2 separate regions of the Sus scrofa genome follow, and region 1 is linked to region 2. A link is a contact called in public Hi-C data. All regions are on one chromosome and are shown on one strand. The core of a region is the stretch at or near the end of the contact, and the rest is flanking DNA. Distances in the headings are between cores, read along the strand shown.

Region 1 (3,627 bases), core at 1,036-3,535, 72 kb before region 2:
ATTCACTTCAGTCTGAAGGATTCCCCTTAGCATTTCTTGTAAGGAAGATATGCTAGAAATGAACTTCTTTAGCTTTTATGTTCTTCAACACCTTCTAATTTCTCCTTGATGCTTAAGGAATAGTTTTTGTTTTTTGTTTTTTGTTTTTTTTTTTGTCTTTTTGCCATTTCTTGGGCCGCTCCTGCGGCATATGGAGGTTCCCAGGCTAGGGGTTGAATCGGAGCTGTAGCCACCGGCCTACGCCAGAGCCACAGCAACACGGGATCCAAGCCGCGTCTGCAACCTACTCCACAGCTCACGGCAACGCCGGATTGTTAACCCACTGAGCAAGGCCAGGGATCGAACCTGCAACCTCATGGTTCCTAGTTGGATTCGTTAACCACTGTGCCACGCAGGGAATGCCAGGAATAGTTTTGATTGATAGCATTTTTCCCCCGTGTTAATTTTTTTTGTTATCCCATTGTCTTCTGACTTCCACAGAATCAAATAAGAAAGCAACCAATAACTTATGGAGGATATCTTGTATCTTGCAAGTTGCTTTTCTCTTGCTGTGTTTAACATTCTCTTTTTGACTTTGTCTTTAGATAAACTGACTACAATGTGCCTCACTGTGGATCTTTTTGAGGTATCCAACTCGAAGTTGTTGAACATCTTCATGTGTAGATTTATGTCCTTCATCAAATTCAGAAAACTTTCAGTCTTTTTTTGTTTGTTTAACTAATCCTATTGTCCCCTTTTATCTCAGTGGTCCTTCTGAGACTCCAATAATGAATATGTTGACCTTCTTGATGATGTTTCATACTTCCTTTTGCTCAGTTCACTCTTCTTCATTCCTTTGCATTTCTATTCCTCAGACTGTTAAATTCCAATTATCCTATGTTCATGATCACTGATTCTTCCTTCTTCCTATTCAACTTTATTGTTAGAACTTTCCAGTTTAGTATTCGTACTTTTAAATTCCAGAATTTCTACTTGTTTCCTTTATATAATTTTTATCTCTTTATTGAACACCTAATTTAGTTCATGTATTGTTTCCATGATTTTTTTTTTAGTTCTTCACCAAGGTTCACTTTAGCTCTTTGTACACATTTAAGACAGCTGATTTGAAGCCTTCGTATAAAAGTCCAATGTCTAGGCTTCCTTATGGACAACTTCTGTTATTTCTTTTCTTTGAATAGGCCATACTTTCCTGTTTCTATGTATGCTTTGTGATTTTCATTGTTGTTGTTGAAAATTAGAATTAGGTATTATAATGCTATAAAATAAAATTCTCATCTTCCCCAGGATTTTTTTGTTGTTGAAGGTACAGCTTGTGCTCAATCAGTTGGTTGATATTTCTTTGTATTCCAGGAGGATTTTTTTAAGTTACATTTTATTGATTCAATATTTGCTTCATTATCATAAGGCTTTGATAGTTTACCAGAATTCTAACATAGTTGGTTCAGATAGCTCCTTTCTCTTTTTTTATGTTTCTATGGGTAGACTGGAATTTGGAGCTACCTAATGTTTTGTTGGTACGGTTCTCTAAAACTGCCATGTTAAACATATTCAGCCAATCTTTCTTCCCAAAAATTGTATTTGGATTTTTATTTGCTCACATGACATTATAACTAAAGTATTTTCAACACAGCTTCAAAATTATAAAAGAGTTAAACTTATCTTCATATTGTAATTGCATTCTTAGCTAATAATTCATGATAATAAAAAAATCAGGGGAAATTAAATGAGTAAGCTTAGTTATATACAATTACTTCAAGGCTCAACTGGCTGACCCCAGTGAAATATTATCTTATTTTATAATTATATATTTCATATTATTAAGGACATGATTTGAAGCTGAAAAACATTATCCTACATAAAATGTAAAATTATTTTCTTTGCAGGGGCATATAGAGGTGAAAGTTAGTATGTTTGAGTGGCAGAATTGTCTTATCAAAGAAAAGATGTAAAAACTGGTTAACTTCTGGCCATGTGATATGAATTATTCATTCCCAGTATGGTTTTAGTGTGATTCAATCATCTAAAATATTAGTTATTATTCATTTTTCAATTTATCTATTAAATACTCATTATCAAATATTAACTGAACAAACAGCATTTTAAACATGAACCATTTTCAACCCTATAGAACTGTAAATTTTTCAATTCACTTCCAGAAATTTCTCTTTGAAGTCCAATTTACAAAAATAAAGGTAGCCCTTATGCTTATTCTATATATCTGAGAAAATATTTTAAAATGCCTGGTGAATGTGTATGAAAATCTGAGATGAAGCCATCACGCCACAAGATGGCAGATTAAGGCCACTAAACCAAAGTTTCTTACAGGAATAAGGTTTTAGTTTCTCTTTTATATACATGTTGATTTTTTACAGAATTTTTAATAAAATAATACATCCTATATATAATTCAGGTGTAAACTGATAATTGGAACTCTAGTATAAGTCAAACATTATTTTTCAGTAGAGGACCTCTTTCTGTTTTGTTATATGAAGGTACACTAATTTTTCTTAAAGAGAATTATTTTTAATAATATGAATATCTGAGTAAGGATTTTGCTGAAACCCCCATATTTTCTGTGTATCCAATAAATATTAAGGTGAGCACCACACACTTTTGGCTGTATGTCTGGATAAAATTTACTTTTTCGGCCATGTTTGGAATCATGAAACACTTAAGGTTACTAAGAACAAACAAACTGAAACAAAAACACAAATTACTTGAAATATTTTTACTTTGAAATTAGCTTATTTCAAATTTGTCATGTTCATATTTATTTTTCCTAAATCTCTGCCTGCAAGGTACTTTCACATTCTGAATTTTAAGACCTCTAATATCTTAAGCTTTGCTTTATATTTTAAAATACATCACATTTATGGTAACATAAACATATATATGTCTAAACTCACTAAATTGTATACATGAATTAATTGAATATGTTGTACGCAGTGTCTTGTAAACCAATTACACCTCAATAAAACTGAGAAAATATAGGACCTGTTTCTCTTTAAATGAATAAATAAAATATATAGTGTGTTTTTATCCTTATATTTATATGACATTTTATTAGAATTACCATTTTACAACCAAGATAATTACATTACATAATCAGGAAAATCTACAGTAAGGAGTTGGTGAAGTTGCAAATACATGTAGCATCTGGTAAGAAAGCTCCTAGATGTGAACAAATTGTAAAAATGTGTCTTTTGAGGGACTAGTAAGCTGTCCAGTGAGGCTGTTTCAAAGAAGACGTATTTTGTTACCGTAGCTGGATAGTGATACTGAGATGTTTTCAAAGACAATTTAACTCCTAAAAGGAAATGCTTGGATGATCCATTTAGCATTGGGAATTATTTTTTAATGTTAAAATGGGGCTTATTATAATTTGATTTAACATTTATAAAGATCAAATTTCCAACCCTATGAAAGATGACATGGACAGGAAGAAAGAGTCTAATTTGGGTTATCAAAACCAATTAGGAGTATTTTCCAATAGTCATGATAAAATATAATGAAGATTCATACATAGGAGTGAAATGGGAATGGATGCCTGAGATGTTGGAGTGATCATATAGCTAAGTAGTGTAAGGAATTCTTAATTAACAACCAGTTAGTTCAAAGATCACTTAT
Region 2 (3,425 bases), core at 516-3,015:
TCCTTTTTTGGCAAATACTTCAGTGTGTAGGAATCATCATCATCCTGGGTTCAACAAGGATTTAATTCCTTAAGCTCCTCATTGTAAATGCACACTCTAGCATAGGCACGACCACTTTTCCAGGAAATAGTTTCTTCAAGAGCTTCATTTTCATCTCATGCCACATGCAGTTTGTCTTTTTTCAGTGTCTACGTATGCTTCCAGACTTCAATTTTAATTTTACTCTGAGCTATATTTTCCAGCCTTGTTTTGCCAAATCTTTAGACTCCACCTAAATTTTCATTGTGTTCTACAGCTCCCTGATATGTTGCTTTCCACTTAGATAGGGACTGCATCCTCCTCTACAGATCTGATATTTAGAAGAACCTATGACTTACCTTTAAAATTCTTCTCTTCCACAGGATGTCCACCAGAGTTGTGTCTTAATCTCTAGTAGGTTAAACAAAGAAAAATGGGGAACTACAATGCAATCCAAAGGTAATCAACATTTAATAAATGTGTGTGTGTTTTAGAAATTCTACATTTCAGAAATGATAAATGATATGCTGTCTTAAATTGTATGGAAAATAAGCACTTCATCTGTAAGTTTTACATCACAGAAAAATTGAAGTATACAAAAAGATAGATTTTTATGTATGGCAAATATATGAAATAAAACTTTGTCATATTTTAAGAGATTGTGAATGTGTTTCTTACTTTCTTCCTCTCTCCCTCTCTTTCCTTTTTCCTTTTCTCACTCATGCAAAAGACCTAGATAGTAACTCAGTAGTATAACTGAAAAATTAGATTCTTTAATATGGAACAGTATTGCCAAAACGGAATGTCTTTAAAATTTTCTAAAGCCAAAGACACATTGTATTGAATATCATGAAAAAAAATCATATTTTCTCATCTCCTAATAATATTTTCTTGACTTGCTAAAAGTGGCAAAGTTCTTCCTGTTTTTGGTATGGTAAATTGGTAGAACTGTCAGAAAGATCACGTTTCCTTCAAAGTATTAGATTTTGTCACAAAATTCGCAAGTACCTGTTCCCCTGAGGCAAATGTAAATACACTGTCAGTTTTTTGTGTTTGTTTGCTCCAACACTGTGTGATATACTGTCTCTTGGGAAGTAGATTTGCTTCACTTGCTTCTCAAAAGATTTACTTTGAACTAATAGAAATTATTTTTAAAAATTCAAGGTGCAATCATTTTTAATCAACAATCAATGATAATTTTTTTGTTTCAAAATCCTTAAAGTTTTAGTAATCAACTGAAATGATTGAAATAATTAACAGGATAAATGCAATATTTTGAATCTTTATCAATAAACCAAATTATTTTATTCACTTTAAAATCATTGTTAACCACTTAAAATAGACACAAACTATTTTATCTGCAACTAAATTGTGATGGTAAAAAATAAAGAAATTCAGGATTATTTGATAAAGTGGAAAGACATGATAAGGTCAAACATTTATTTTGATAATACATTAGTAAAAGGTAAAAAACAGAAACTAAACCAAAATAAACAATGTAAATGTAGTTTCTAATATTTAAACTTCAAGAGTTAAATAGAATTCAGAATACTATCTAAATTTGTAAATTTTTAGGTAGTAGATATCTCAAGAGTTAAGAGATATAAAATTGAAAATACAGTAAATATATATATATATATAGATACTTTACGTATGCATATAAACATAGCCTTCCACAATCACACCCACACTCAGAGTCCAGACTTCATAAAAATGCCAAGAATCTGGCATGGAGATATTTACTAAGCACTTGCCCTTTAATTTCATCTTCATAGCAGTGCTTCAGTGTATTTGCTCTGTTACGCATTTAACAAATAAAAGCTTGCAAAATCTTTTAAGTGGCAAAGGTTGAATTTCAAGCTAAGTCACCTTTTTTTAGTTTATGATATTATACTTACTCTACTGCAGATGTATTCTGTATGACAACACAAATGTATAAATAAACAACTGTGAAACAGAAATATACTAGTACAAATTAATGTGGTTAGCAAAGTCTCATCCAATTGTATCTCTGATAGACACAAAACATTTTTCTCTCAAAAGAGAAATGTTTGCGACTTTTTTTTCCAAGAGCAATGTTCATACAGTGTAAACATAATGGCCATAACATTAAACTTTCACAGTTTTCCAGTGTTCTTTCTAGGACTCATCTAAATACTTTTCAGTAGATTGTTTCATGACTGATTTGATTTTAACACTCATGCAAATCAAACTGATAGGATATGTAAATATATAGAAAAGTGATAACCACTCAAATCTAAAGAAAATGATGAGCATGCCATAGGGAAACTGATAAAATGATTTAATTTTAAAAAATCAATACAAACAATAAATTATTTAACAAATTTAGTGAGATATAACTCATGTGACAAAATCTACCCATCAAAGTTAACTTTTGTAGTATACACAAAAAGTTGTGCAGGCATCGAAACAATTTAAATTTAAAATATTTTCACTACTTCAAAATAAACTTTATGTGCAGTGGCAGTCACTTTCGTTTATCCCACTCCCTTCCAGGTACAGAAGACTTTTCTATCTCTGTAAATTGTCCTATTCCTGACATTTCATATTAACAGTACTTTACAATACATACTCTTAAGCATGCAAGAATATTTTATTTATGGAGTTCCCATCATGGCTCAGTGGAAAGGAACCCTACTAGCATTCATGAGGATGCCAGTTCGATCCCTGGCCTTGCTCACTGGGTTAAGGATCCAGGGTTGCAATGAGCTGTGGTGTAGGTCACAGACATGGATTGGAGGATCTGGCATTGCTGTGGCTCCAGTTCAACTCCCTAGGCTGGGAACCTCCATATGTTGCAGGTGTGTCCCTAAAAAGACAAAAAAAAGGAATGTTTTATTTACATTGTATAGATAAATATTCTTTTGTATGGATAAACCACATTTATATACATATATATATATTCATGTACATGTATCTATTTGTCAGTTGATACGCATTTGGATTTTTTCTCCATGTTTCAGCTAAATTGCACAATGCTGCTGTGAAGACTTACAACATTTTGGGTGGATATATGTTTTTATTTCTCTTAGGTACATAAGTAGAAGTGGAAAAACTTGGTCATATGGTAATACTACAATTAAATTTTGATCAATAATTAATAAATAATTTTCCAAGGTAGACCATTTTACACTAGAAAAGTATGAATATTCAATTTCTGTGTGTTTGGTTTTTTTTAGGGTAGCACCAGAGGCATATGGAAGATTCCAGGCTAGGGGTTGAATAGATGCTGCTGCCCACAGCAAGGCATATGGAAGTTCCTGTGCCAGGGATTGAATCCACGCCAACCTATGCCACAGCTGCATTAACACCAGATTTTTAACTCACAGCACCTGCACAGACCTGGGGATGGAACTACCAATGCCACGGAGACAAGCCAGAATATT

The links. Hi-C and Micro-C count contacts between places; a contact is called where the count stands out from the background.
Region 1: a Hi-C map of liver shows a contact between it and region 2, with 2.2 times the contacts expected there. The contact joins two enhancer-like sites. A contact is called at or near these places in 1 of 5 promoter capture datasets (liver) and 6 of 47 Hi-C or Micro-C datasets (embryonic fibroblasts, fetal liver, liver and 1 more).

Annotation. Positions count from the first base shown.
Region 1 is chr16:15,440,024-15,443,650 of Sscrofa11.1, reverse strand. No RefSeq gene overlaps it. Among named protein-coding and RNA genes, the nearest start is that of CDH9, 1.4 Mb to the right of the region's middle. Within about 2 kb of position 2,285, at least 1 of the 83 cell types and tissues checked has an H3K27ac peak or open chromatin away from gene starts, as enhancers often do. A contact at or near this core is called in liver, where this site is marked.
Region 2 is chr16:15,367,376-15,370,800 of Sscrofa11.1, reverse strand. No RefSeq gene overlaps it. Among named protein-coding and RNA genes, the nearest start is that of CDH9, 1.3 Mb to the right of the region's middle. Within about 2 kb of position 1,765, at least 3 of the 83 cell types and tissues checked have an H3K27ac peak or open chromatin away from gene starts, as enhancers often do. A contact at or near this core is called in liver, where this site is marked.